Regions from separate parts of the Mus musculus genome. Here regions 1, 2, 3, 4, 5 and 6 are each linked to region 7. The links are chromatin contacts, called in public Hi-C, HiChIP or PLAC-seq, Micro-C and promoter capture Hi-C maps. All regions are on one chromosome and are shown on one strand. Each heading gives the region's core, a stretch centred on a gene start, on an enhancer-like site or on the middle of the called end of the contact. The rest is flanking DNA. Distances are from core to core; before and after follow the strand shown. Region 1 holds the start of Tmem169 (transmembrane protein 169). Region 2 holds the start of D230017M19Rik (RIKEN cDNA D230017M19 gene). Region 3 holds the start of Xrcc5 (X-ray repair complementing defective repair in Chinese hamster cells 5). Region 4 holds the start of Mreg (melanoregulin). Region 5 overlaps Mreg (melanoregulin). Region 6 holds the start of Bard1 (BRCA1 associated RING domain 1). Region 7 holds the start of Fn1 (fibronectin 1).

Region 1 (3,789 bases), core at 966-3,465, 630 kb after region 7:
CTTCCTGCCAGCTCTCGGCTAATGCTTTATAATAGTCTACTGTCCAATTTGGGTTGACATAACAACAGAAAACAGCCATTAATTCTGGCGTTAGCAAAAAAACAACAACAAAGACTGAAAAAGCCATAGGAGAGAGTATTTCACATACTTGGTGCTGGAGAGATAGCCCGGAGCTTAAGAGAGCTTGTGCTTCTCTTGCAGAGGGCATGAGCTTGGCTCTCACCACGCACACTGGGTGGCTCACACTCCAGTTCCAGGGGATCTGCCACTTCCAGCCTTCATGGGCACCTGTACTCCCACTCACAGGCCCTCCTCTGCCTCCCAATACACATATATAATTAAAAATACAACAAAACTTTAAAAGAACTTTTTTTCCCATATTCTCTCATGGAAGGCAATCCAATGATAAATACAGCAGTACAATGTTCACTTCTCTTTTAGGTGTAGGAAGTATTTCCCTAGGGACATACCCCAGGACTCTCACAGCATCTCCAGGGCTGAGTGGCCTTATATTTACAGTCATGCCACAATACTCTGTTGGCCGACCCCAGAACTGGTGTAGTGTTTGCCCAATGCAAACTTACTCAAAAAGAGGTTCAACAACTAGCAATCCACAGAAGAGGAACCAAGGTTCTGCAAATTTGCTGACAGAGGCCAAGATCCTGACCTTTGTACTAAACAGGTACTGGTTGATTTTTTTTTTTTTTTAATAATTCCTCCTCCCAGGGGAAGTTTCCTGGTGGAAGACAGGCTGGAAGTAATGGTAAAGTGCAAACTGCAATACTGTCTTGTTTTTTTTTTTTGCAGTGTACTGCTGATAAGATAAAGTCAATCATTTCTCCATGTATTTATTTCTTGTGTTAGTTCAGCATGGAATGTCAAGGCCAAATCATTTCTCATTTGTTCCACTTGATGTCAGATTTTTAAAAATCTACTTGTCAGGGCTGGAGAGACGGCTCAGCAGATAAGAGATCTGTCTGCTCTTCCAGAGGTCCTGAGTTCAATTTCCAGCAACCATATGGTAGCTCACAACCATCTGTAATGGGATCTGATACTGTCTTCTGGTGTGTCTGAAGACAGCTACAGTGTACTCATATACATAAAATAAAATTTTAAAAATCTTTAAAAAAAATCTACTTGTCAAAGCTCTTTGCACAATACAAGCGTCGTGTTGGAAATACTTTTCAAATATGCCTTTATAAACTTTGCACTCTTCCTTCTTACCCACATCTTCGAGGCAGGGTTTCTTTGTGAAACCTCGACTGACTTGGACCTCGATCTGTAGACCAGGCTAGCCTGAAACTCACAGAGATCCACCTGTCTCTGCCTCTTGAGTGCTGGAATTAAAGTCATATGTCACCACCACCTGGGAACAGTTTGCTTTGGGTTAAGAGTAAACCCAAAACCCGGACATGGTGGCGCACGCCTTTAATCCCAGCACTCGGGAGGCAGAGGCAGGCGGATTTCTGAGTTCGAGGCCAGCTGGTCTACAAAGTGAATTCCAGGACAGCCTGGGCTAATAAAAAGAAACCCTGTCTAGAAAAAAACAAAAAAAACAAAACAAAATAACAAAAAAAAGTAAACCCAAAGAAGATGCACATTCTCACATATTTAAATATTAAATGTAACTATTTTCTTCTTGATGGCTTCCTTGTGCGTGTGTTTACGTGATCATTCTAAGTTTAATAACTTTTCCTTTTTCTTGCTTTTAGCACAGGGGACGTGAGAAGAAAATCTGATCAGGGCCTCTCAACATTTCTCGGCTATTCGGAATAAAACCTCTGTTATTTCGTTTTCCCTCATTGCTCAGCTCTGCAGACCGGAGCTTTGCAACCTCTTCCCGGTCCGCCAGCACTCCCCTCTGTCTCTGAACCCAGTTTACCCGAGCTGGACCTCTGCGGACACTAGCCCAGCCCCAGAGGCCTGCTCACGTACCCAGGTGCAGGAGCTCCCGGGAGACGGCTTTTCCAATGCCTGTGCCCCCGCCGGTGACCACGGCCACTTGGTTCTTCAGCAACCCGGCCGCTAGGTAGCTCTGACCAGTCTTCCAAGAGCCCATGGCCACAAAGTGTCTGTCTCTGAGTTCTTGCTAAAGCTAGACCACGTGTTCCTCAGAAGTAGCTCTATTAGTAGCAGTCCTTGGCCACGTAACCAAACAGACCCCGCCCCTAAGTCCGCGTGGTCCCGCCTCAGGCCCCGCCCAGGCCCCGCCTTCGCGGCGCGCTAGGCCTCCTCCCAGAGCTGGACCGCTCCTGGCGGCCGCCCGCAGCCGTCTGCATCCTCAGCTTCCCTCCTGGGTCCCAGTGAAGGTGTGGGTGAGACTCCTCGTTCGATTTTTTTCATATTTATTTTTAAATGTCGGTGACATTGGGGGGAAACGACAGAGGAATGAAAAGAGAGTGAGAAAGAACGAAATGGGAAGGATATTTTCTGTTCTGAAAATCCAATCCTTGGGGCCATAGCTCCCACCGTTAATTAAAATTACATCTCCAGAGCATCTGTGTAGAGAAAGGCTGCAGGTCTGGGCCCTCGCAGTACCGATCTGCAACAGACATCTGGCTGTCTGGGCTTCAGCAGCTGTGTGCAGAGGGCTAGGAAGTGGGGAAAGGCTTAGGTTAGCTGAAGGGAAGCCATCCAGGTCCCAGATCCCTTCTTCTTCAGGGAGGGAGTCGAAAGGGAGGAGGGGGTGGGGCAGGAGAGGGCACACAGTTGCAGTTATCCACAGAGCCTAAATAATGAATGATTAAACAAAATGATTTTAGGCCACCCTCACCTCATTCTCAGTGCCCCACCCAGAAATGAAAAAAAAAAGCACCCTTCCATAGATTTGAGACCTGGTCCGTTTCATCTGGGTTATATAGCAGCAGATAAAGATGAATCGTTGCATGGTTCTTGTAAGATTCATTTCTAGGTTTATGGTTTTGGAACCTGCCTTTTAGCTCCTACCTTCAGCAAGGAACTTATCAGCTCCCAGTTGGTTCCAAGGAACAATTTATTGTTCACATTCTGTTTGTTTTGAATTAATTATTATTATTAATTTTTTTTTGAGACAAGGTCTCTCTCTCTATAGCCCTGGCTGTCCTGGAACTCACTATGTAGATCAGGTTGGCCTGGAACTTAAGAGATTCCCCCTGCCTCTGCCTACTGAATGCTGGGATTAAAGGCATGGGATACCATGCCCTGCCCTTCTGTTTGTTCATTTAAAAATTAACATTACATATGTGTGTGTGTGTGTGTGTGTGTGTGTGTGTGTGTGTGTGAGAAGACGAATTGCAGGAGTCAGTTCTCTTCTTGTACCGTATGGGTGCCACCAGGGATTGAACCCCATCATCAAGCGCAGCAGCAGCAGCCTTGCCCTCTTAGCTCTTTTCTGTTTATCTCTTTCCTTATGTCGGACTATGCTAGGTCATTGGTCTTAATCCAGGACAACAGTCTTTCTAACTTTGCCGGGGGTGCTCTGTTTTCCCTTTTCCAGTCAACAAATGCCATTTGTGTCTGTTTGGGGAGGTGGCGGTTGGAGCCACTACTTAAAAAATTCACAGAGAGAAGTGAAGTTAGACACTGGGTCTCTCGCACCAGCCAGACTGCAGTTCTGAGAGCACCTCTAGGCCCTCCACCTCCCTGGCCTTCTCTGACCTCTTTTTAGAAGCACTTCCCTCTCCAGCTTAGCTGCTGATGGATTCCAACCAGCACGCAGAAAGGAAGAGCTAAAGCTCTCTGGCTGTTTTTGTCTGGGAAGTCCATCAAGAGCTCTGGTAGCCGTCTGTTTATGTCAGTTATGTGATCATG
Region 2 (3,747 bases), core at 808-3,307, 590 kb after region 7:
AGAGGTGTATCCAGTATTCCCATTTTATTGTATTTTTAAAGATTTATTTATTTATTTTATGTATATGAGTACATTGTAGCTGTACAGATGGTTGTGAGCCTGCATGTGGAGGTTGGGAATTAAATTTTAGGACCTCTGCTTGCTCCTGTCAACCGTGCTTGCTCCGGTCCACCCACTTGCTCAGTCCCTGCTCACTCTGGCCCAAAGTTTTATTTATTATTATAAATGAGTACACTGGCCAGTACTGGCAAGAATAATGATCACATGTATCTGGTCTCAAATCGTTTCCCACCTCTGCAAGGTTAGCCCTACAATAGTAAGTATCCCGTGCCCTCCAAGGTCTCATTGAGGTATCTGACAAAAATTAAGCAAAAATTAATGGCACAGCCAGGCGTGGTGGTGCACTCCTTTAATCCCAGCAGAGGATTAAAAAAAATTAATGGCATACAATCTTAGTGACTGTTCTGTTGCTGCATCATGACCATGGCAACTCTTTTTTGTTGTTGTTTTGTTTTGTTTTTTTGATTTTCGAGACAGGGTTTCTCTGTGTAGCTCTGGCTGTCCTGGAACCCACTCTGTAGACCAAGCTGGCCTTGAACTCAGAAATCCACCTGCCTCCCAAGTGCTGGGATTAAAGGCGTGTGCCACCACCGCCCCGCAACTCTTGTAAGAAAAGTCATTTCATTGGGGCGGGTTTACAGTTTCAGAGATGTGGCCCAATCTCATCATGGTGTGGTGGGAAGCATGCTGGTAGGCTCTGGAACAGTAGCTGAGAGCGAATTCCTGGAGCACGGGCAGAAAAAGATTCTGGACTTGGCATGGGCTTTTGAAACCTCAAAGACCACACCCAGTGACACACTTCCACCAACAAGGCCACACCTTCTAACCCTTGTAATCCTTTCAAACATTCCACTGCCTGGTGACTGAGCATTCAAATATATGAGTCTGTGGGGGCCATTCTTATTCAAACCATCACTGGTACCTTTACCTAAAGGATTTAAATGCTAATGACAATCCATTAAGTAGTTGATGGTTACAAAGTGATTTAAAGTTACAAATATAAGAAAACACAACAAAATCTCTGTAATAGGATGTATCAGGATGGTGTTTGTGTTTGGCATAAGAGGTCCCAAAGCCTTGGGGGCAACTCTAAGCCCAAATCCTACAATATTGAGTACTTACACATAAACACATTTAGAAGTTTGGTCTTTTAGTATTTTGCCCTTTATATTTGGCAGATTGTCTTTTACTTGAGGCTGGGTCTCATATAGTTTAGGCTTTGCCTGATCTGGTCCTCCATTCTGCAATTTCCAGTGGCAGTGGTTGGAAAGCATCCTACCCAGCTTTATTCCCTATAACACTCAAAGAGGCACAGAACCAGCCCAGAGCCTACAGCTCTTCGGGGTAAATTCCTCTCAGGATTATGTCTGTCCTTAAACTGAAAATGATCTAAGGTTCTGGGTACCAAGGAGCTAATAAGAGTAGTGACTGTCCACTCTTCACTCCCACGTGCCAAACATCATCGATCCCTGCATTATTATTGCATTTGATGTTAACCATCGGTATTTTTTAGCCTGAAAACTGTAGAAAAGTTCAAAGACATCACACAATTTATTAAGGATTTCAATATATGACATTTTTTTTTTTTGGTCAAGATTTACTACAGTTTTTACCTAAGTAGGTTTGCCTTGACAACATTGTGAAAACACCTAACAGAAAATCACTAGCCTGCTAGACTCCCTGTGGAGCCAGCCTCTCAACAAGGGAAGATTGTCTTAAGACAACGCGAACTAGGAGCAGTAGGTCCACCCTTCAGCCACCGTCCTGCCTCAGAGTTTATCCAGTGCATCTGGCCGTGGACATGCCCCCTTCAGGTCTTTCTATTTCCGGTGGATTCCAAACCGCAATAGTCTGTGAGTCGGCCTGTGAATCGCGGAGGCCGCGGGGAAGAGCTGATTTGCACGTCCTGCCTCCACGCGAGGGGCGTGGCGACGTGCACAGGCCTAATTTGGGCTTGTGTTGTCACGCCCTTCGCGAGGGGGCGGGGCATGCAAATCATACTCGGCGTGCGCGCTCGGGAACGCCGGGAGAGCCCGGGTCGTGGACGTTGAATCTGAAGCCGTGGGTGCTGGAGTGGGAGTGAGGTGTGGAGGGCGCAGACGCGGATCGGAGGAGGAAGGAACCGCGGGGGAGGCAGGAAGTGAGGGTTGCGAGCGGTCACCACAAAGGTAATGTGTCTCACGGACGCAGAGCATGGCTGCGTGGTCTGTATTTGGTATCGCTTCTCGGCCTTTTGGCTAAGATCAAGTGTAGTATCTGTTCTTATCAGTTTAATATCTGATACGTCCTCTATCCGAGGACAATATATTAAATGGATTTTTGGAACTAGGAGTTGGAATAGGAGCTTGCTCCGTCCACTCCACGCATCGACCTGGTATTGCAGTACCTCCAGGAACGGTGCAACCCCTCTGGGGAACAATGTTGGTTAAATGTAAGACATTTAGGACTATTATAGCTCGTAAATACAGGCTGCAGTTACTTTTTCTGTCTTCTTTTCTACTTTGTAGTTACCCGGGTCTCGTTAACCCCTCTTTGATAGACCAGGCTGGCCTCTAACTCGGAAGTCCGCCTGCTTGCCGCCAGTTGATCTTTTTCTATTGCTTTACTTTTCTTATTATTATTCAGGTTTCATATTTCCACTACCAGGCTTTTCAGGCAGAGCAGCTCGCTTCTTTACTTTTTTACACAGTCTTTCCATCCACTGGTCAATAACTGTGATTAGGTGGGAAAGACTCTAAGGTTTTTATCTCTTTTTTTCCCCTCTGGGGAATAATGCTGGTTTAATAAGAGACCTAGAAATTAGGCCAACGTGGATTTCTTACCAACCTGTTAGTTTTACTGCACATCACTCTACATTGCTGCATAATATTCTACATAATGTCTAGCTTTTGATCTGGAAAGAGCTGTGAGGCTGTAAGGTTACTAAGATGGACAAGTTATTTTCAGCTTACTGTCACAAAACACTTGCTAGTTATGTAAGTCTGGTGGCATTAAAAACTCTTAGGCTTGCATAATTTTTCTGAAAGCTAAAATTTTGTTGACTGTTTATGCCTATGCTGATTTTCACAGCAAAGACCCGCTCTAGGTATGTTATTTTTGTACAGTAACCTATAAATAATGATTCACTGACAGAAGTTGTGTCAGAGTCCTAGATTCTTCTGAAATAAATTATTTTTAAAAGGATTTATTTATTTATTGTACATATATGAGTACTGTACCTGCCTTCAGACACACCAGAAGAGGGCATCAGATCCCATTACAGATGGTTGTGAGTCACCATGTGGTTGCTGGGAATTGAACTCAGGACCCCCGCAAGAGCAGTCAGTCCTTTTTTTTTTTTTTTTAAGATTTATTTATTTATGATATGTAAGTACACTGTACTTCAGACACTCCAGAAGAGGGAGTCAGATCTCGTTATGGATGGTTGTGAGCCACCATGTGGTTGCTGGGATTTGAACTCTGGACCTTCAGAAGAGCAGTCGGGTGCTTTTACCCACTGAGCCATCTCACCAGCCCCTGAAATAAATTCTAGTGACTGTCCTGAGAAGAATGGGTAGAGTGCTGCCATTTTGTCCAAACTCAGGCGATTGTTTAAGCCTGAAGAATTAAGCAAAGTAATTTGGAGCTGTTCCCATTACAATGTGTTATCAAAAAGTGAAAAATGCCAACAACAACATCAAATTAACT
Region 3 (4,179 bases), core at 380-2,879, 650 kb after region 7:
AAAAGAGAGACTCTATCCGAGATGGAACTATGACACAGCTTGCAAACATTCTCTGTGGTAAAGCCCTAGTAACTCTAAAGATGAACCATAGTAAAACTATAACTAGAAATAACGTTTCAGTTTCAAAAAATTCTCTAGTCTGAATAAAAGCATGGAAGAGTCCTCTGGGTGCGAAGTGTCTGTCTAGACACCACTGTGTTTATTTTAAAATTTTTATTTGTTTATTTTCTGTGTATGAGTGTTTTGCCCGTATGTAGGTTTGTGTATCACATGGGTGCCTGGTGTCCTCAGAACCCAGAAGAGGGTATGGGATCCTCTGGAACAGGAGTTACTGATGGCCGTGAGCTGTAATATGTGAACTGAACCCCAGTCCTGTTCAAGAGCAGCGAATGTATTTAACTGTTGAGCCATCTCTCGAACCCTATCAGCTTCGATTTTTAAACCTTCATTCCCTGAAGGCTTCTTCAAAAATTCTCCAAATCATATCAATTTTAGTGCCTGTTTTCTTGGGACCATTTTCAACAAAAGAGAATCTGATTGAACGTTTCCCACATTGAACAGAGGTTTGCAGACATTTTCCAGGTCTCTGGACCTTTTGTCCAACCACCTGCAGCTTGTGAGTCATTTTTGTATAGAAAACAGGCAGTTTCTGTGCAAGGGTTATCAGAAGGGAAGAACTGCAGGGCAATTTCCTTGCAAATGAGTGGTGAACACTCACGGGAATTGACAGCCTCCATCTCTAGAAAAGGGCATCTTTCCCAGCCACAGACACGCCAGGGTAGTAGGAAATTCTTCCCAGAGGCTAAGGTGTTTTAACCACTTTGTCTGTAGAGTTGAATGCCTTTCCTACTTTTTCTTCCTTTTTAAAGATTTATTTATTTATTTAATATATGTGAGTACACTGTAGCTGTCTTCAGACACACCAGAAGAGGGCATCAGATCCCATTACAGATGGTTGTGAGCCATCTTTTTCTTTTAACTCGGTGAACTCTCACTCTTCTCTTTGGACGTTGATCTAAGGTCATCGTGTTCATGGTTTTTTTTTTTTTAGTATCATATTTAGAAGGCCTTTAGAGGAGTTAAGTGACTTCGTGGATTCATCTTACACAGGGGACTTTTAACTCCAGAGTGCCAATACAAATTGCTAGCGAAAGGGATTATTATCAATTGAGTAATAGCAATTATTATTTTTTTTTTAGTTTTAAAAATCATGTATGCACGCGGCTGCATGTGGGTATGTGCATTGAGTGGAGGCCAGAAGAGGGCGTCAGATCCGCGGAAGGCTGATGTAGGTGCTGGGCTTTGAAATACCCTTGCGAAAACAGTACACATTCCTAACCTGGGACCCTTTCCCTTTAACCCCCTATTTACTTTTTTACTATTAAACTTGTTATTTTAAATTTATTTATTTACTTATTGTGATGTGTGGGACACGTGGAGATCAGAGGGCAACTTGTGGAATTGGTTCTTTTTCTCCACAATATGGGTGCCTGGAGCTTGAATGGGCTCGTCAGGCTTGATGACAAATGTCTTAGACGGCAGAGCCATTTCTCCAGCCCAGTACTGACTGGCTTTTAGCGGCTCAGAGAACAAAGCCTTGCCTAAGGAGGCAGGGAGAGAATTCTGCGCATGCTCAGAGCCCATGGCTTCCCCGCCTTGCACGCGGGACGTCTGGATCTGTGGGTTGCCCGGAACTGAGTTGCGACACTCTAGGTTTCCGCCCGGAAAAAGTAATCAAATCACCTGAGGACCAGCATGGCGTGGTCCGGTAATAAGGTACCGAGAGCAGGGCCTTTTGCCTTTCCTAAGCCGGGGATCTCTAGAGGGTGGAAGCTGTGGGAATCGCAGCTGAGTCAGCACTGAAGGATGGATGCTCAAAACGAAAGACTTGGGGTTCGGAGTTCTGCATTTGAGTCTTGTGCACCTTCACGCTTCCGAAATCCTCCCTCCTGCTTCTCCAGCCTCTCACCCTTCCCTCCTCCCTCGTTGCTTCAGTTTACTTTCTATCCACGCCACCTGCTAACACAGACGTCCTTTATTGCTTCCGAACCTGGGTTCTAAAAATCTTTGTAAGTTATCGAGGATAGATCCCCTACATGCCAGGCTCGTAAAACTTCAGAGGGGTTTTGTGATTCTGTGAATGAAATAACTCAAGGTGTAATATTACGTAATATTATGACCTTCATAATAATTTAAAAATCTCGAATTTATTGAAAGCTTACTGTGTGAGGCACAACTAAGCCCTTTATTCCTATTTAATTAAATCTTCACACCAAACCGTGAGACGACCATTATTACCCTTAGCTTGTCAGTAGGAGAACCAAGCAAGACATGAAGAACTGAAGTGATTAGAACGTGGTCACCCTTTCCATGAGTGGTAACATGTGAATGGGAATTCATTCGGAGCTCTGAAAGAAAAGCAAAACAGAATGCTCAATTTCTAAGAATCTATGATCTTAGAATCCTAGATTAATAATGGAAATTACTGTAAACTTTAGAGAGGTTGTTTTTGATCACTAGAGAGAGATGCAATGGCAAGGATCCATTCATTCGTTTAATACAAACAAGATAGGGGTTCAATAACGGAGCTCTGTTTTCCTCCACCCCCATTTGGGAATTTGATGAAATTATGAACCCATAATGATGTTGCTCGCTTCCTTTGTTCCTCTGCCTTCAGTTGCTGAGAACTTTGTAGCTCCCGTGAAGGACTTACTGTGGCAGATGTACTTGATAAAATTCTAGCAGGTTGTATTGCTTCAGTGTGGTAATGAAGAGCTGCAGTACCCTCCCAGTTTGTCTTCCCTGGTTTTCTTACTGCTTCCAAAGACTTTAAATTATCATAAACCATTCTTCCAGACCAGAATTTACACTGTCAAACTCTTTGATGCCTTACTCTGAATCTCTAATTCTTGACAAAAGACTCCCAGTCTTTTAGTGTTTGCTACTTTAAAAGTAGATTTGTGGCCGCCTATTAAAGGAACACAGCCAGCATATTTTGTGATGCCTACATTTAAAAAAAAAAAAGATTTTTATGCTGAAGGAATCACTGTGGGATGTAATTTGAATTCCTCTCAAAGGTATTCTGTAGTTTATTAATGTTCATCCCAAGATAGGTTGTTGTTGTTTCTGAAACCTGTTAAATTTCAGAGTGTCATGTGATTCCATTCTTTATGAACTAAGGGAAACTAGTATTTCCTTTGAGTGTTGCAAAAACGTCAAAATTGGGGGCTCATCCCCCACTATAGGAGCTGGTCCAAGTTTTCCAAACACCTCTAGAGTCAGATGATGACCGTCTTAACTGGTCACTTTTCAGTCTTTGTCGCCTAAGATGATGCCCAGAACAGCTCACATTCTGTCTGGTCAGCACAAAAGCACGGATGAGACTGGTAGGATCAGGACTGTTAATTCTGCAAACAGCTTTAGACCTCATCAAGCCCAACATCTTACTGCCTGACTGAACTAACAGTGAGGTTAAGTGACATTGCCTAGGGGTCAGAGCTAATTAGAGGAGATAGGACTAGACCCAGGTCTCTGGATTACTAACCTAGGTTTTTGGTTATTTTTTCCCCACCAAAAGACCCTTCATTTTCTTTCTTGAATACATTATAGTGTTTTAACAACATAAAATGTTTGTGAGGATAGACTGTTAAAGCCGTATCATCTTGGTGACTCAATCTATAGTTTACTTTGAAATTATGAGCTCAGGTCTTTTGTGGTTTCTGTTTAATTAAATTTTGTGTGCAAAATGCATAGAGCTTCACATATGTCTGGTTTTGCTTCTGATTTGTTTTATTTTCTTAGTCTCTGTGATAGTATTAATCATTAAGTTGACAAACCTTAGAATCGTGGGCCTTAGAATCAGATAGGCCTTTGGGCCTGCCTGTGGGGGATTGTCTTGATTATGGTAATTGATGAGCAAAGACCCATCTCAACTGTGGGTGTGCCCGTTCCCTCCTCAAAGGACTCAGGATTTTATAAAGTGGGAGAGATAAGCTGAGCATTGGCATGTGTGCGTTCATTGTGCTCTGGATGTAACATGACCAGCTGTGGCTGGATGTAACATGACCAGCTGTGGCTGGATGTAACATGACCAGCTGTGGCTGGATGTAACATGACCAGCAGTGGCTGGATGTATCATGACCAGCTGTGGCTGGATGTAACATGATCAGCTGTGACTGG
Region 4 (4,250 bases), core at 1,555-4,054, 560 kb after region 7:
ATTTATGGAGTATTTGCCGTGTTGTCAGACACTCTATTAAGCACTTGGCATGTATGACCTCCCTTCCTTTCTCCCCGAGAGCCTCTGCAGGATGCATAGGCATCATCACCCTTCACAAAGACACGAGGAAGCTGTGGAAGACACAAATAACCTTAATAACTCACGGCCAGCCACCCACTCACCTGACTCCTCCCAGGTAGCCCGGCTCATCAACGCTTCGCTATGCTGCTCCAACTGATGATACCTTCCTATTGTTGTTGTTGTTGTTGTTGTTTGGGGTTTTTTGTTATTGTTTTTTGAGACAGGGTTTCTCTGTGTAGCCTTGGCAATCCTGGAACATTTTCTGTAGACCAGGCTGGCCTCCAACTAATAGAGATCTGCCTGCTGGGATTAAAAGCGTACGCCACCACAACTGCCCTGGCACCTTCCTAACTTTTTTTTTTTGGACTTATTTATTTTATGTATGAGTACACTGTCGCTATCTTCAGACACACCAGAAGAGGGCATCAGATTCCATTACAGATGGTTGTGAGCCACCATGTGGTTGCTGGGAATTGAACTCAGGACCTCTGGACGAGCAACCAGTGCTCTTAATCACTGAGCCACTCCAGCCCCACCTTCGTAAATTTTAAACATTTCTTTTCAGATAGGGTGTTGTGTTTAGATTTCTTTGGCCAAGGCAGCTTTGAACACCTGACTCTCCTGCCTCCCAGCCTAGGAGCTATGATCATGACCCTGTTCCACCATGCCTAGCTAACTTCATCTTCTTTTAAAAAAAGAAAGAAAGTCACAAAATTCAGACTGTCATCCACTGAGCATAAAGCAAGACAGGAGAAGGTCTCAATTTCAAAATAAAAAGCACCTGAAGTCCAGCAATTCTAAAAGAATAAAAAAAAAAAAAAGCACTAGAAAAAAAACAAAAACAAAAAACAAAAAAAATGGCTGAAAGTAAATTGAAGGCTGTATTTCATAAGAACCTAGAGTCTAAAGTCCTGAGATAAAAATCTACACGGTTAGCTTTTGCTGTTTAAATTAAAGATAGGTAATTTAGATTTCTCCAAGCCCAAAGTAATCTCAAAATCTAAGTGAGAGGGCTATTAGCAAAAACAACCAAACATAGTATGGTAGCCGGGAGGGGTGGTGAACGCCTTTAATCAGATCACCCAGGAGGCAAACGGATCTCTGAGTTAGAGGTCAGCCAGGTCTACATAGTAAGACAGAGTGTGTGTGTGTGTGTGTGTGTGTATTTGTGTGTGTGTGTGTGTGTGTGTGTGTGTGTGTGTGTGTGTGTGGTGCCTTGGGTATCTAGATATATTTCATGAAACACCTCACCAGATAACAAGATGATAATTCCAAGTCCTGACTCGCAAAAGGGAGATGAAAAGGGGCCACAAGGCCACTTTAGGAAAGGGTAGAAGGCAAAAGGTCACCATTGGCCAGGAGCTTGGAGGGACTAAGAGTAGATTGTTCCTACAGGGGCAAGTACATCCTGCTTAATGCGCTGGAAAATAAGAGCAGACAGGCAGGATGGGTTATGTAACTCTGCAAAGTCAGGGGAAGTGTCTGGACTTGACAGAGTAGGGCAAGGTAAAGCCATGCTTTGCTGCTTCTGCCAGAGTTGTGCAAGCAGGATTGGATTCGTTGCGTGTCCCTTAAGGAAGGGGTCCTGGCTTCTGCGCTTGTTCACCAAGCCTAGAATTCCACCCTACATCCTGTGCCCTAATTTCAATTCTGTTCCCTGGGGCACGACTTGGTGGGACCTCATTCGATAAGGTTAACCTGGCATGGTGGAACTTAATTTCAGCAAACTCACGATAGGGAGGAAGAAAAAAACAAAAAACAAAAAACCAACATTTTAAGGAAAAATAAAAATCACAGTCCTATCTCTTCTCTCTCTAGGAGCCGGCAACCACGCTTGGGTATGTCTTATTTCTGAGTGCCTTTTTCTTCTACCCCTCGTGCTTATACGTATATTAAAGTATCGCTTTAGGGGAAAAAAAAAAAAAGTCAAGCAAAGCTGTGCACAGGGTTCCTTCACAAAGCCTCTTAGCACATTAGCTAATGAGCATTAAATGTCCCCACATTTCAGTTTAAACCCCCGAACAGTCAATTGGCTGTCACTGGTACAGCACGCATAGTTTTATCACGAGAAAGATTTCCTCAGTCACTGAAATCGACTTCTTTCGGTCATGACATTGGAAGAGATAGCCAAACTTTTTTTTTTCATCTCAGTGCCAAGGAAACCCACGCTCGTCCGTCTCATCCGATGAGACCCCCTCTGGAAACTTCTCTTCCCGGCCCTTTCCCCTGCAGCAGTCAGTGGCGTTTCCCAGGGGCATCCGCTGCCTCCGAGGAGCCACACAAAATCTGAACCAAGGATCCGGAGCTTAAATCGTCTTGTGCGAGACCGGGGCCGAGGGGGGCCGGGTGGCACCGCGGTGTGACCTCACAGCACCCCTTCCCCGGTTCAGACGACACCCGGGTCCCCACCCCGCGAGGCGGCCCGATACGCACCTGACCAGCGGCTCCTTCTCGGGCCGCGCGGGCTCCTCCAGGCACCGGCACGGGCAGCAGCAGCAGGCGCTCCGTAGCCAGCGGCGCAGCCCCATGGGGAGCGAGGCCCGGCGCCGGGATCCCGGAGCCGGGCGCGCGATGGCGGCGGGGACGCGGGGACGGGGACAGGGACGGCCGCGGCGTCACGGGCCGGGCCGTGCGCATCACGCCGCGGCCGGCCGTGGGGACGCGAGCTGCGCGTTTGCCGCGGGAGCTTTTCCCTCTCTCTTTTAATTCCCCGGGTGCCGCCCGAGCGCATGCGTCCTGCGACGCCCACGGCTGCCCTCTAGGGAGCGAGCGCGCTCCAGGCGCCCCGCAGAACCCCGGAGGTGACCGCTGAGCAGCAGGGGTCTGCTGCGCGTGGCCGAACCCAACTGTCCTTTTAATTGGCTTCTCTGCAAAGGAAATGGTCTCCCACAATACACGCTTTGTAAAAGTTTTTTTATTTTTTCAAACTTCCAGCCCTTGAACACTCTTAGGGGAAAAAAAAAAAGCAACCGCTTGTGAGTTCTACAACTGTTATATTACAAGAGATTTATTTTTGTAAATTACAATGTGAGTGCTGGGAACAGAATCCTGTCTTGTGTAGCGCCATCTACCTCACCAGCCCCCAGAAATCCCACTTTTGTTTTTTTATGTCCAAGCAGCAGATTACCGCACCAAATGTTTGTGGTTTTGTTTTGTTTGGGGTTTTGTTTGTTTGTTTGTTTTTATCTTTTGAAATTAAAACATTGCATTGCCCCACCCACCCTCACCATTCCCTTTCTCCCTCCAACCCTTCCCATGCACACATTTTTGTGCCTGGCTCTTTTCACTGATGTCATGCAGACTGTATGTGTATCTTTCTGTCTTCCTAACGCAGACCTAATCTTACCGATGCCAGTGTTATTTAACCAGACCGTGAACATAATGGTGAACATGTTAACCAATCCCAGCCTTTTGTACTGAGGGCTGCAGTGCACATCCTTGAACTGCTGCACTTGGGAGCTTCTACACCAACTGAATAAAGATGTGGCAGTCGACTTGCTGTGTCATAAGATGCCCCTTTAATTTTTTTTTTAAAAAAGATTTATTTTATACATATGTGAGAACACTGTAGCTGTGTTCAGACACACCAGAAAAGGGCATTGGATCCCATAACAGATGGTTGTGAGCCACCATGTGGTTGCTGGGAATTGAAATGAGGACCTCTGGAAAAGCAGTCATTGCTCTTAACCACTGAGCCATCTTTCCAGTCCACCCCTTTAATTTTAATGAATCCTGCCAAATTGCTTTCCAGTGTGCAATTCAAATTTAGACTCTGGCATACAAACCCTATACTCAATATAAAATACAAGGTGTGATCGCCCAGGGAGTGTCACTATCAGAAAGTGTGGCCCTGTTGGAGTAGGTGTGTCACTGTGGATGTGGGCTTTAAGACCCTCATCCTAGCTGTCTGGAAGCCAGTATTCTGCTAGCAGCCTTCAGATGAAGATGTAGAACTCTCAGCTCCTCCTGCACCATGCCTGCCTGGATAATAAACTGACCCTCTGAACCTGTAAGCCAGCCCCAATTAAATGTTGTCCTTAGAAGAGTTGCCTTGGTCATGGTGTCTGTTCACATCAGTAAAACCCTAAAGCAGAAGGTGTTTTGCTTCTTTGTCTTGCCTTTGCCAGTCTGATTTACTTGAGAAGTATTTAAGCTATGTGTGAGGCATG
Region 5 (4,227 bases), core at 703-3,202, 530 kb after region 7:
ACAATACAGGTTAAATTCATCCCCCTCCCAGCTGAATTCCTCCTAACATCTGCTTTATTTAAAAACTCCCAGTTGAGCTAGGCCTCAAAGTGGACACTCACTTGCATAGAAAGCTGAGAAGAGAAGAAAAAAAAAAAAAAACCCAAGGTTCTGGTACTTGTTGACAAACACACTGGAGGCTACGACTGGAGAATTCCTTAAAGATTATGAAAGGGACAGTTTTGCATGCAGAGGACACTCTCCTTTCTGATCACCAAGAAGGTAGGACAATCCTACTTCAAAGACTCTGCTTCCATTCCTACATATAACCCATTCCTTCCAATCCTCTGCCTGGGGAAGCAAAGACACAATGAAACGTGACTGCACACAGCAGTTCACACAGACACACACACACTCACACAGACACTCACACACACACAGACACTCACACACACACACACACTCTCACACACACACACACACACAGACACTCACACACACTCACACACACACACACACTCACACAGACACTGACACATACACACTCACACACTCACACAGACACTCACACACACACACTAACACAGATAATGACACACACACACACTCACACAGACACTCACACACACACACACACATACACTCACACACACACACATACACACACACTCACACACACACCATTAGAAAAAATTAGTGACATTTACCAACTTTATGCACAAAAAGAGCATACTCAATATAATATGACCAAGTATTTTACTATTTATTTTTGCAGATTGTCAAGCCTGGATTAAAACCCAGCCCACAGTCTCAAGTCTTTCCTGCAAGCCCCTGCCATCCCCACTCTTAGAGCTCCTCAGAGTCCCCCAAAGTTTATGTGGCCGTTTGGAAAGAGACCAGAGCGAATAGCTAAGAAGGCCACGTCCCCGAGGGACGTCTAGATGTACCCTTTTGCACCTATTTTCAATATTTTTTCTGGTAAGGTCAACTGAAGCTAGGGGAAAAAAAGAAAATCAGGTAAAAATGAAGCCTGAAGAAACAGAATCACATTCCGTTGGACGAGTGAACAGATAAGATGCGGTGGCTGTAGGAAAGGCTGCGTCCATCACACCCCTCTGGGATGGCTGGCCTGGGTTACCTGGGCCTGGGTAACCATCAAGGGTGTCAGATCTCCTGGATCTGAGTCACACACTGCACAGCCAGTACTAGCAACCTGTGGTCCCAACACACACTTCTGCACGCTGGAAGCTGCTTACAACGAAACACACACGGCTTAGGGAAGGGGGAGCTCAGCTCGTCTTAACTCAGGTCCACAGAAAATCACCCCGAGTTAAGAGCTTTGATAACAAAGACAATAAACTAGGGGGGAAAAAAAAGCTGGGTGTGACTTTTCCTCACCTGATCCATAATTAAACTTGGCAATTATTTGTGCCTGCTGGTATTCATTAGCTACATGGACTGACTCTTAAACTGCACAACCATAAAGTGGCACAGCCAAACCAGCATGCGTAACAATTGCTGATGGAACAACAGGTATCCAGGAGCCCTGCACCCTGATGATCCCTTTCCCCGGTATCCTAGGGACCTGAAGGCTGAGCTGCAGCTCTCCACCCCCTCCAGAACTGAAGGATCTCCTATTTCCCACACAGGTGCAATCAAAGCCAGCAAACAAGCCGCAAGCCTCTTCTGCATACTCGTCAGAACCCTCCCGTGATCCCCAGCTGAGTCACACTGACAGCAGGAGGTCCCAGTGGGTCTGTGGCGAGCCTCTCAAGCAATTAAGAGCTGATTTCATTTATTCTGAGAGAAGCAAGACCGACAGAGGGCAGGAGTCAGGGCAGGAATGTTTACAAGGACAGAGTGGGGGGGGGGGGAGGGGGAAGGCTACAATAAAGCTCTGGAGTAAGCGACTGGCTTCACTGCAAGCGACTAACGTGACACTGCAAACACACATGTGACCGATGGCTTCATCACGCTTGAGCCAGTCCACTTTGGAGGAGTTCCACAGAGCCTGCTTCGGCCACTCATAGACACACACCCTCCCTCATCCCCACCCAGTTTCCAGAGCACTCAAGTAAAGCAAAGCCAATCAGTTTAGAAAAGCATGGGGCGGGGGGAGCGGGGGGGGGGGGCAAATCATCACGGATTATGCTATAAGTACTAGGGAGAATTTTTTCTTTAAATAAAGCCCATGACGACAAGGTAACACATCTGAATTGTATCCAGGCAGTAAGGAAACTACAAGGGCACAGCAGCATCTGTGTACTCAGATGAGATAGGCACACCTTTCCATTCAGCAAGCAGACAGACAGCCTTTCTCAGATATATATACCCATGATCCTCTTCTCTAGCCAGGCTGCACACCACCTACTAGAGCAGCCATTTGTGATGTACTAACTGTACTTTCACTGGGAAAGTGGCTGACGGGTAAAGCGTTTGCTGCACTCGCTGGAGGCCCTGAGTCTGGATCCTCAGCACCACACACAGTTGGGCAGGGTCTATCAAGGAACCCGGTGATCACTGAACAGGGATACAGGCAGAGGCTGGCCTCTGAGAACCAGGGGTCCTCCATCTCTACCTCCTCACCGCTGAGCTGGAAGGTAAACGCCACCACGGCCAGCTTTCAATATGGGAACTGAGATCTGAACTCAGATCCTCAAGCACTTTACCCACTGAGCCACCCGGCCAGTCCCCAGAATATTTGGCCAAATACCTGTACATTGTAGCCCAAATACGTTGACATATAAAATTAACCTTAATATAAATCAATCAATCAATCAGCCGGGCAGTGGTCCTCAATAAGCTTGGCATTAGTCCTCAGTGTTTTGAATGTATACAGGGTCAACTGGTTGGTTGCTTTGTTTGTTTTTAAAATAAGACTTTTAAGACACATTTGTAGTTTTAGTTTCTTCTCAACTCCATCTGCCTTCTGTACCCGGAGGTAGAATCTTACCAGCAGATTGTCTTGAGCCCACCTGCCGACTAAGAAGAGCCTTCCTCACACACACTAACCCACAGAGGCCTGGCCCTCTGCTTCAGGGACAGGACACAACGGCTATGGAGGAAGCCGGCCAGTTTCTGCCCAGCTGGTCCTGCCTACATCACAGAGCTGCTGGTGTTTGTAAGTACATTTACCACTTCCACAAACCTTCCCTCCTGCAGCTTCAGACGGAAGTCAATGAGGACAGAGCCTCAAAAACAGCCCCACAGCAATGGCGGCCCTTGCCTTCTAATCCCAGCAGGTTCGGCAGCCTAAAGCAGGAGGTTATCAAGCCTGAGACAAGCTTGAGAGATTTCCAGGCCAGCCTGGACAATGGAAAAAGACAGACTCCTAAACAAAAAATAAAATAAAATAAAATAAAATAAAATAAAATAAAATAAAATAAAATAAAATAACAAAAGGCAAAGGCTACTGAGATGGCCCAGCAGGTAAGAGTGCTCACTGGCAAATCTGACGACTTGAGTTTAGGCCCTGAGACTTACATACGCAAAGGCCTGGAGACTAAAGAATAGATAGCTGCCAAAGACTAGGAACGTGCTAAATGTCACTACACAGAACATTCAGCGTTGAAAATGCCCTGGGAGACTGTGTGCCTGCAAGCATAAGGCCCTGAGTTCCGTCTCCTGAACCAATGGAAGCAGGGGCAAGCATGGCCTGGCGAGCTGGCTCACAGGTGAAGGTGCTTGCCGCCAAACCTGAGTTCAATCCCCAAACCCACTCCAACAAGCTGTCCCGTGACTTCCACAAGCGTTCTGTTTTAAGGGACATAAAACATCCAGGTGTAAGGGCGCATGCTCATGACATCAGCACTCAGGAAGCAGAGGGCGGAGGGGACTAACTCCTACAAATTGTCCTCCCCATATGCACATACAGTGTCCTCCCCCCCAAAAAAAAGATAAAGAAAAGAATATAAGCCAGGGGTGGGGGCAGATGTTTGTAATCCCTGCACTGAGTGGGGACAGGGCTTGTGAGCCACCAGTCTAGTCTACTTAGTTCCAGGTCAGTGAGAGATTATGTTTAAAAAACCAAGGTAGACATACCTGAAGGATACCACCTGGGGTTGTCTTTAGCTTCCACATGCATACTCAAACAAATTACATACACACAAACACATTGTATATATTTCAAAAGAGAGAAGATAATTAAATGGTAAGTGCTGTTATGTGTATTTTACAGGAACGGAGGGAGGGAGGGAGGGAGGGAGGAAGGAAGCAAGGAAGGAAGGAAGGAAGGAAGGAAAAAGGCAA
Region 6 (3,742 bases), core at 1,199-3,698, 550 kb before region 7:
CAGGCTAACCCAGGCTATGGAGCAATCTGTTGTATCAACAGAAAAATAAAAGAAAGAAGGAAAAAAGTTTGAAAAGTTGTTGCCTCTGGTCCAAATCAAGCCAAAACAGCCTGCTTTCCCACAGCCCTTTGAACAAAGAACATTTTTATACTTTCTGTTTGCTTTGGTTTGGTTTGGTTTTCGAGACTGGGTCTCACGATGTAGTCCTGCAAGCCAGGAACTCAATGTAGACCAGGCCGGCTAAAAACTCAAAGGCAACTGATTGTAACAGCCTCCAGAAAGCTGAGTGTAAGGGCATGAACCACCCACTCCCAGCCTTTTAACCCTTTTAAAGAAAGTAGAGATGATTTGTGACTGAAAAACCTAAGTAATATTTATTGACACTTCACAGGGAAAAATTAATTCAAAGTCCTATATGAGCTTATATCCTCTAGTAGTTAAAATAAACTCATTTAGCAGAGTTTAATAAACTGAAAAAAAGAAAAACAAGACCACAGGAACCTCATATTCTCTGGACAACTGGATGTGGCATAGTACAGCCTGAGCCTAATTACTATTATCTTCAGGCCCTTGACTCTTACGGTAAGCTAGCTCGCTTAGTTTAAAAGAGCTGGCAGTTGGTAAAAAGGGAAACTGGTTGTTTAATTTTAGGACAACCTACAGATTATTCATATTACTTTATCTAGTTAGTCTCTTCCAAATGGCTCAGCAAGCAGACTAAATCATTTTCTCATCACATCTTTTTGTGTCCATTTTGGATAGTCACCACAGGAAACAACTTACATGTATTTAATTTTTTCTTGGGATCCCTGAGGCAGGGTTACAGAAACATTGGGAAGGAAGCTTTGCTCACGAATGGGCTCTCCATACTCGGAACACTGTTTGGTATGTATTCATTACATGTTTATTATCAAATCTCAATATTAGCAAATTAATATGTGAATGAGCAAACCATTATTACTGAGGTACAGAGAAGACCAAAGATGTGGCTGGAACCTGAACTCATGTGGTCTGACACATTCTAAGTGGAAGAATATGTGTTTCCATCTGAGTTTAACTGTGGTTCAACTATTTAAAGCAGTGGTTGGGTCTCAACCTTCCCTGATGCTACAACCCCTTCAATATAGTTCCAAACGTTGTGGTGACCCTAAACCATACCATTCTTTTCTTTGCTACTTCATAACTGTAATTTTGCTACTAAGCTGGGTCTCCGTTCCTAAGACCTAAATGTGTGTCCCAGTGGTCGCGACCCACAGATTGAGATCCAACATGTGCGTCATCACTGGCCTGCTACTGCAACTAGAAGTTGAGTTTCCGATGTATGTCTACACCCAGGATGATCCGTATGCTTTAGGAAAACACAAGCAGAACTCAGAACGTGTTCATGTTAACAGAATCGCCACTCTCCTAAGAAATACAATGCCATTCTTTCAAATACTAAGAGTTTGTAAAAAAAAAAAAAAAAAAAAAAAAAAAAGAATAATTTAACGTAAGTGCAAAGTTTGTTGCCAGTTAACTTTAAAAAAAAAAAAAAAAGTTGCAGTTAACACTGTATTTGTAGTAAAGACTGAAGGCTTAACATTCGCTACTGCCAAAGAGAAAAAAGGGGAAAGAAGTATATTTCTTGGTAGTATTCGATAAACAGCCTCAGGTAAGAAAGTACCACTTAGGAGTGCATTTCAGACTGAATAAAATCCAAGAGAGGGCATGTTGGAGGATCAGTGGTACAGGGCCATAATCTAACTAAGTTAAAATTGCGATGCTCAACAAACTGCCATCGCCAAACTACCGGTCACCAGGTCCCTAGCCTCCCATTCCCCACGCCGAGCCTGCTACTAGAGAAAGGACCAAAAGGTCAGCCTCACAGGGGCTGTTGTGCCCCGCACGCAACCACGGGACCACGCTCCCAGAGGACCGAACTCCAGGACCCCAGCAGCACTAGCTCGGCTCAGCTCCGAGCGTCACCTTCGGGGAGTGACCAACGAGCTGCGCTTTGAGCCACGCCCCGAAGGCAGTTCTCCCGCGAAAATTCGAAAAGTGCCGTTTGAGTCATCTTCGTTGCAGGTGGCTGGGAAGCCACTCAGAAAACTCAGGAGTGGGACACGGAGGGACAGACGACACTAGGTCGCCAGGCCGGTCCTTACCAGCGGGAGCAGCGCAGCAGCTTCTCCAGGCGGGCAAGCGCCGCGCGGCTGTGGGCCCAAAGCCCGTCGGTAGCCGGCTCCATGGCGGGCACGGGAGCAGGCTGGTTCCCAGAGCAGACCCTCGGCGGCCGGCGTGGCATTCCCACAGAGGAGGGGAGGTCAGGTTTGCTCTAGCGCCGCACCCCGCTGGTCACCGCCGGATCCTGCTGCGTGCGGAGTCTCTGAATTGGTCGGACGCCTCCGGCTCGGAGGCTGAAACGCGGTAAAACTCAGAGATGGAAGGACCCGGCTTTAGGCCACGCCCTCAAGGCCTGAGGGCGGGGCTTTAGTAATGCGGTCCAAGTTCCGGAAATGGAGAGGCGAGGCTTGAGAGGCCACGCCCTCAGGAGGTGTAGGGCGGACCGCGGAAACCAAAGTGCCAAGGCGCGGGGTTGAGGAGGCGTGGGGAGAAGTCACCTAGGCCTGTGGCCCTAGGAGGCGGGGTATAGCGCGCTCAAACTTCCTGAGCGGGAAACTGAGCGGCGGGGCCTCAGGCCACGCCTTCAAAGAGGCGGGGCTCCCCATGGGTTTCATTCCCACCCCCTCTCAGTTTACTGAAACTGTGCTTACCTAGAAGTTGGATTCTAACCCTCCCATAGCCTCAGGAGCTTGCCGCTGAAGCCATCTACAAAGAGTGGCATTCAAGCTACTGTTGAACTTGGACAAGCTTTTCCCATGACAATAAAAGTACTACCCTTTATATAAGAAAGTTCTCTTTTTCTCCTTGCTGTAGGATATAAGAATCCGCTAAATACTAAGTTTCAATTTCACTTTTTAACTAGCTGTAAATATCCGACCAAGGGCATCTCTTAGAAGTTCTGGTGTGCTTTTAAAATATGATAAACTGCATAAAACGTTTTTGTTTGCTAGAGGGTCTACCCTCCCCGGGGATTTTTTTTTTTTTTTTTTTTTTGAAACGGCGTCTGTTTGCCAACCTAGCTTAAACTGTGAAGCTAAGGGTGACCTTGAACTTCTCAGTTTGCGATCCTCCACCTCTGCGCGATAGGGGATTACAGATATGCACCACCACGCCCAGCTTACATGGTGCTGAACTGAGTTTAGAGCCTCCTTTATGCTAGAAGTATTCTACCAGCCAAATCCATAGACCCTCCTGCGGATCTGAATATTAACACTGGGCAAGCACAGCCCGCCCTCTCCACAGCTTCCAACCTATGAACACATTCTTGCATATCCCCTTTTATTTCTCTGTCTCTGCTTAACCGCCCCAGCTGCCTCTGTTTACCTTAAAGTTGTTCCTTCTTACTGGAATCCACACATCTGCCTAGATTGCCTCCCATCCTTAGGCCTCACTAAAGATATACAAGACATTACCAAACACAAAATTAGTCTTGGCACTACCCTGATTAAACTCTAAAGGTGGAAAGGCCTGGAAGGTCCTTTAATCCCAGCACTAGAGGCATGGAAATGGGGGGAGGGGGGGGGAAGAGCAGGTGGATCTCTGAGTTCAAAGCCAGCCTAGTCAACAGAGTTCTGAGACAGTCAAGACAAACCCTATCTCAAATAAATAAACAAACAAACAAACAAATAAAACTCTAAAG
Region 7 (4,112 bases), core at 1,459-3,958:
TGTGACCTCAATAACTCCACAGAAGGCCTCTCTTACTTGCAATGGTACAGCTGATCCTGCCTCTCCCAGCCCCGATGCAGGTACAGTCCCAGATCATGGAATCTTTAGGGCGCTCATAAGTGTCACCCACTTTGTAAGTGTTCCCAGTGTATTTGTCAAAGCAAGTCTCTTCAGCTGTGGAAAGGGGAAAAAAAAAAAGTCCATGTGAGTCTCACACACATACATGGCGACTCTGAAACTTAAGAGAGACAAGTTTTTAAGTTAGGCTTTAATAAAACCAGAGCTCTTGACCTTTGGCCAGCTCTCAGCGGTTCCCTTATTTATAATGTAAAGAGTTCCCAGGAAAAAGCCACACCCTGTGACCAGCTGAGTTGCAGAGGAAAGATTCCAAATTCCAGTCTCAAACCAGGGAAATCAATTCAAGGGTCACAAGGGACACAAACAGTTTGAAGGTTGCCGGCCTCCCAGCAGTGGCTGGCCTTTGTCAGCCCCACTGAAACATTTGTCCTGTACCCTCCCTCAGCAGCCTCTCTGAAGGGACTGCTGTAGCTCACCGGAAGCGTATCAAGGGGCTTCAGGAGTCTCCGAAGTGGTAGTGGGTTGTTGTTTTTGTTTTTTTCACGGAACTGCAGCTAACAAATCACTTTACAACCCAGTGCCTCAAAGCAACTTCTGGCCCATAATTGGGAGCCAAAAGATCCGAGATCACTTTCTAATAAATTAAACTTTTATAAGCAAACTTTTATAAGTTTTCTTTTTGAAGGGAGACACGCAAAACCTCTCATTTTCTAATCAAAAGCTCCAAGAGAATAAAAAGGCGGCTTTGGAGACTCGTGTGGATTACATTTGTTTTAGAGGTAAGAGCATGTGAAAAGCCAGTGCAAGAAGTCTAATAAGAGGGAATTACAAGCGACTGGAGCAGGGAGGAGGAGAAGGCAAATGTGGTTTTACTTAGAGCATCATCTCTGCCAGGGCCCAGACTGCCTTCCACTTACGCTCAGGCTTGCTCTCGCAGTTAAAACCCCGGCTTCCTCCATAGCAGGTACAAACCAGGGCGTTGCCTAGGTAGGTCCGTTCCCACTGCTGATTTATCTGATAGTGCTTCCCATTGTCAAAACAGCCAGCTGCGAAGAATTGATGGGGAAAGTTATTAACAGTTCCATCCCTCCCTCTCTTTTTTCCCCTACAAAACTACTGAATTTTGCCAACTGACTTGGTGAGCCTGCACAAACAAAAAAACTCTTAAAAGCAATATTCCACTAAAGTTCAGATGTGGAAACTAGCTAATCAAAGATTTAAGCATTGTTTATGTAGATGGATGTTTAGGGGTTTTTTCCTTCTTATCTTTTAACTTGGGTAAAAGTTATACAATGACGTCATGTCCTTATGGGCAGGGGAACTACCTCAGCAGACTTGAAACACTCTGAGAGGCCAGAAATAGAAATTACTTTTAAATCCTGAGGGCTTCAATACTCTTAACAACAACAACAAAAAGACAAGAAAGAAAACTTAAGTTGGGTGTCTTGATGACTATGCCAATAACCCCAGCTCTGTAGAAACTGAGGCAGAAGAATTGCTCCCAAGTTGAACACACAAGCCTGGACAACACAGGAGAATGCCAGGCTAGCTTAGGCTACAGTGTGAGATCATGGCAAAAAAAAAAAAAAAAAAAAAAAAAGAAAAAAAAAAGAAAAGAAAAGAAAAGAAAAGAAAAAGAAAAAAAGGAGGGAGAACTTTTAAATTTTCCTCTAGCCCAAGATAAAGGAAGAGTGTGTCTCTGAAAAACTGGAAGAGAAATGGCTATCCTTGCTCTTGGGGAAAGAATCCTAGGCTACCCCCCCCCCCCCAAAGCACTGAGCCAACTAACATCTCTTTCAAGTTGGTAAGAAACTACCTATTTAGATAGTCTCACCTCCTCCCCGTGTTAAATATTTAACCAGCTATTTGCTGATAAAGAAAATAAGGATCAGGGGAACCACAATAATCTCTGATGTAAAATTTGTAAGTTCGTGTCTCTTTTCTCTTTCACACGTTTTGGTTCCTGGAAGGGCGAACTGAAGGTGTAGAATTTGTTAGCGCACTTGAGGGGAAGAACAGACGGTCCCTACCTCCACTTCACCAGCAACCAGCCTGTTCAGACCTAAGCCTTTTGTGTCCACAGCTGGTTTCCCTCGATAAAGCGCGCACTCACACACGTTCGCACAGCCACGCACGCGCGCAAAAACTTTAGCCACAACTTGAGCGGGCGCTTGAGGACCAACCCATCCCTGCCGCCGGCCGGTTTGAACCAGACTGTCGGTACTCACGCTTGCTCTGACTGACAGCCACCGGGGATTGAGGCTGCACGATTTGCTGAGCCTGCCTCTTGCTCTTCCCGGCTTCGGTGCAGCGCACCGAGGTCCCCAGGCACAGGACTGCCAGCAGCAGCAGCCGCCCGGGTCCCGGACCCCTGAGCATCTTGAGTGGATGGGAGGAGAGTCGCCCTCCCCAGGAGGCAAGTGGCCACGAACTGTGGGTCCCCTCGCAGCCTGCGGGAAAAGTCCTGAGGTGGGGACGCCGGTAAGGAGATGGAAGGAGAGGACCAGAAGTTGTCCGGCTCACACCCTGGGCTCCTTTTCTCCCCCTGTGCAGCGCAGCGGGTGCGAGCGGTTGAGCCCCAAGAGCAGAGGCTTATATGGGACAGTACCTTCCCGCCCCCCACGAGGCCCTGCGCGCCGGGGAGGAGGGTCCGGTCCGACTCCTCCCGCCCCTCCTGCCGCCGCAGCCGCCGCCGACCGCGCGCCTATTGGCCCAGAGTCCGGGTGACGTCACGGGGTACGGTGGGTTCGCCCCGAACAAAAGAGATGCTGATCTCCCGCCAGGTCTGGGACTAGAGAACTTTTTTCCCCTTTCTGGTTTCCTTTGCGGTCGTCAAACTTTTGGGAGGAGGATTGGGGGTAGGGATGGGAAACGGCTGTAAAGTGATGTAGACTCGAAGGAAAGGGAGGGAGGGGCTGGAGCCTAAGGAAGCCTGGGGTGGTAAGGCTTACCCCCCTCATCTCTTAACTTTTTTTTTTTTAAATTGGTGGCTGTGGTGGTGTTTGAGAACATTGCGTCACCTCTGAGAAAAGTCTGTGCACACCAGAGTGTATTTTGTGGGAAGGGAAAAAGTCATAAAGTGGCCACCACCTTGTCCCTGTAGGAATCCAAACTTCACTTTTGCAGCCCCGGGGCGGGGCGGCTCCTTCTGGGTGCTTTTCCTGGGTCCTGGGCGCCGCCTAGGGTCCCCTATCTTTGCCTTTATGGTGTTAGGTAGGCTCAGACCTCGGTTTCTCCACGCAGTACCTGCCAGGTTTCAAGGAAGAGCCTGGGAGAGAGTGAGCGCGTGGCAGAGGTGACCCCCTTCCCTGAGCTTCCACAGCCCTCGGTTCCGCGCGGCGCTCTACAGATTCCAGAGAAACTCACAGGACCAAGTTTCTCTCTAAGAGGAAGCAACAGAAAGTTTCTTTTCTAAGTCGTGAAGCACAGTTTTCCTTTCCTGGGGATGGGGTGCCCGTTTCTTTTAAAAGGGCAGTAGTGAACAGCTTAAGAAGGGGAAAAGTTGAACTGGCTGATGAAGGGGGGCGGGGGGACCCTTCCCGTCCATGCCACGTTCACTGGGCCATCTGCACTCAAACCTAGGTGGCCTCTGAAGGGGGAGTTGGGGTGAGGATGGGTACAAAGATTTAATGTCTTGCCTCCCTCCAGACTTTACCCCGAATCCCCTTGCATGTGTCCGGGCGTTTATTTTATTTTATTTTATTTTATTTTCAGACTTCGCAGTCATGGCAGAATTCCACTATCCACCCCTCCCCCGCTGCCAGATTTTTTATATTTCAATTGTTATCTGCTCCAAGAATGTATAAAGTTCCACTGAAAATTCTCTGGACTTCCTACACTACTGAAGTTGAAAAGGGAATAGGAGACGTCCCCCTGAAGCCAGCAGCTCTAACACGTTGGTCTTTTTTTTTTTTTTTTTTTTAACCTTTCAGACACACACAAGCCCAGTTGCTTTGGTAGGGCTTCAAAAAGACCTTCAAGAAGCCCACTATTTTCAGAGTAGCAGATCCGAACCCCAAACTTGGCTTTCTCCC

The links. Promoter capture Hi-C pulls out the DNA fragments that hold promoters and counts their contacts. A called contact is a pair of places that touch in the nucleus more often than the background predicts. HiChIP or PLAC-seq counts read pairs in DNA pulled down with a chosen protein or histone mark.
Region 1: a Hi-C map of liver shows a contact between it and region 7, with 3 times the contacts expected there. The contact joins the promoter of Tmem169 here to the promoter of Fn1 in region 7. A contact is called at or near these places in 5 of 39 promoter capture datasets (cranial neural crest, liver, pre-B cells and 1 more) and 2 of 484 Hi-C or Micro-C datasets (both in liver).
Region 2: a contact with region 7 is called in an H3K27ac HiChIP or PLAC-seq map of cardiomyocytes, with 3 times the contacts expected there. The contact joins the promoter of D230017M19Rik here to the promoter of Fn1 in region 7. A contact is called at or near these places in 3 of 39 promoter capture datasets (cranial neural crest, liver and stem cell-derived epiblast-like cells), 1 of 484 Hi-C or Micro-C datasets (embryonic stem cells) and 7 of 115 datasets of contacts at active chromatin or transcription factors (cardiomyocytes, embryonic stem cells, hepatocytes and 1 more).
Region 3: a Hi-C map of embryonic stem cells shows a contact between it and region 7, with 2.0 times the contacts expected there. The contact joins the promoter of Xrcc5 here to the promoter of Fn1 in region 7. A contact is called at or near these places in 1 of 39 promoter capture datasets (liver) and 2 of 484 Hi-C or Micro-C datasets (both in embryonic stem cells).
Region 4: an H3K27ac HiChIP or PLAC-seq map of embryonic stem cells shows a contact between it and region 7, with 12 read pairs. The contact joins the promoter of Mreg here to the promoter of Fn1 in region 7. A contact is called at or near these places in 11 of 39 promoter capture datasets (cranial neural crest, embryonic stem cells, hematopoietic stem and progenitor cells and 4 more), 6 of 484 Hi-C or Micro-C datasets (all in embryonic stem cells), 20 of 115 datasets of contacts at active chromatin or transcription factors (the NIH/3T3 cell line, craniofacial prominence, embryonic hindbrain and 4 more) and 1 of 9 other capture datasets (embryonic stem cells).
Region 5: a contact with region 7 is called in a promoter capture Hi-C map of embryonic stem cells, with 4 times the contacts expected there. The contact joins the enhancer-like site here to the promoter of Fn1 in region 7. A contact is called at or near these places in 4 of 39 promoter capture datasets (cranial neural crest, embryonic stem cells, second pharyngeal arch cranial neural crest and 1 more), 2 of 484 Hi-C or Micro-C datasets (both in liver), 11 of 115 datasets of contacts at active chromatin or transcription factors (embryonic stem cells, hepatocytes, pancreatic cancer cells and 1 more) and 2 of 9 other capture datasets (embryonic stem cells and liver).
Region 6: a Micro-C map of embryonic stem cells shows a contact between it and region 7, with 6 times the contacts expected there. The contact joins the promoter of Bard1 here to the promoter of Fn1 in region 7. A contact is called at or near these places in 11 of 39 promoter capture datasets (the 3T3-L1 cell line, 3T3-L1-derived adipocytes, the SN4741 cell line and 8 more), 3 of 484 Hi-C or Micro-C datasets (all in embryonic stem cells), 4 of 115 datasets of contacts at active chromatin or transcription factors (cardiomyocytes and embryonic stem cells) and 1 of 9 other capture datasets (adipose tissue).

Annotation. Positions count from the first base shown.
Region 1 is chr1:72,282,158-72,285,946 of GRCm38.p6, forward strand. Tmem169 (transmembrane protein 169) reads left to right here and starts at 2,216. Exons shown (of 3, transcript NM_175564.4): 1 at 2,216-2,309. Pecr (peroxisomal trans-2-enoyl-CoA reductase) reads right to left here and starts at 2,164. Exons shown (of 8, transcript NM_023523.6): 1 at 1,936-2,164. The coding sequence starts at 2,059. Gm51631 (a long non-coding RNA gene) reads right to left here. Exons shown (of 3, transcript XR_003947863.1): 3 at 2,341-2,591.
Region 2 is chr1:72,241,936-72,245,682 of GRCm38.p6, forward strand. D230017M19Rik (RIKEN cDNA D230017M19 gene) reads left to right here and starts at 2,058. Exons shown (of 4, transcript NR_155355.1): 1 at 2,058-2,228. It overlaps Gm24497 (a small nuclear RNA gene), which reads left to right and starts at 2,278; the gene lies at 2,278-2,468.
Region 3 is chr1:72,305,792-72,309,970 of GRCm38.p6, forward strand. Xrcc5 (X-ray repair complementing defective repair in Chinese hamster cells 5) reads left to right here and starts at 1,630. Exons shown (of 21, transcript NM_009533.2): 1 at 1,630-1,776. The coding sequence starts at 1,756.
Region 4 is chr1:72,209,503-72,213,752 of GRCm38.p6, forward strand. Mreg (melanoregulin) reads right to left here and starts at 2,805. Exons shown (of 5, transcript NM_001005423.2): 1 at 2,515-2,805. The coding sequence starts at 2,609.
Region 5 is chr1:72,181,454-72,185,680 of GRCm38.p6, forward strand. All of the region lies in intron 2 of Mreg (melanoregulin), which reads right to left. Among named protein-coding and RNA genes, the nearest start is that of Mreg, 29 kb to the right of the region's middle. Within about 2 kb of position 1,953, at least 79 of the 459 cell types and tissues checked have an H3K27ac peak or open chromatin away from gene starts, as enhancers often do. A contact at or near this core is called in embryonic stem cells, hepatocytes, liver and 1 more, where this site is marked.
Region 6 is chr1:71,100,524-71,104,265 of GRCm38.p6, forward strand. Bard1 (BRCA1 associated RING domain 1) reads right to left here and starts at 2,449. Exons shown (of 11, transcript NM_007525.3): 1 at 2,145-2,449. The coding sequence starts at 2,284.
Region 7 is chr1:71,650,526-71,654,637 of GRCm38.p6, forward strand. It overlaps Fn1 (fibronectin 1), which reads right to left and starts at 2,709. Exons shown (of 46, transcript NM_010233.2): 1 at 2,307-2,709; 2 at 996-1,124; 3 at 37-174. The coding sequence starts at 2,457. Apol7d (apolipoprotein L 7d) reads left to right here and starts at 2,810. Exons shown (of 4, transcript NR_040308.1): 1 at 2,810-2,861.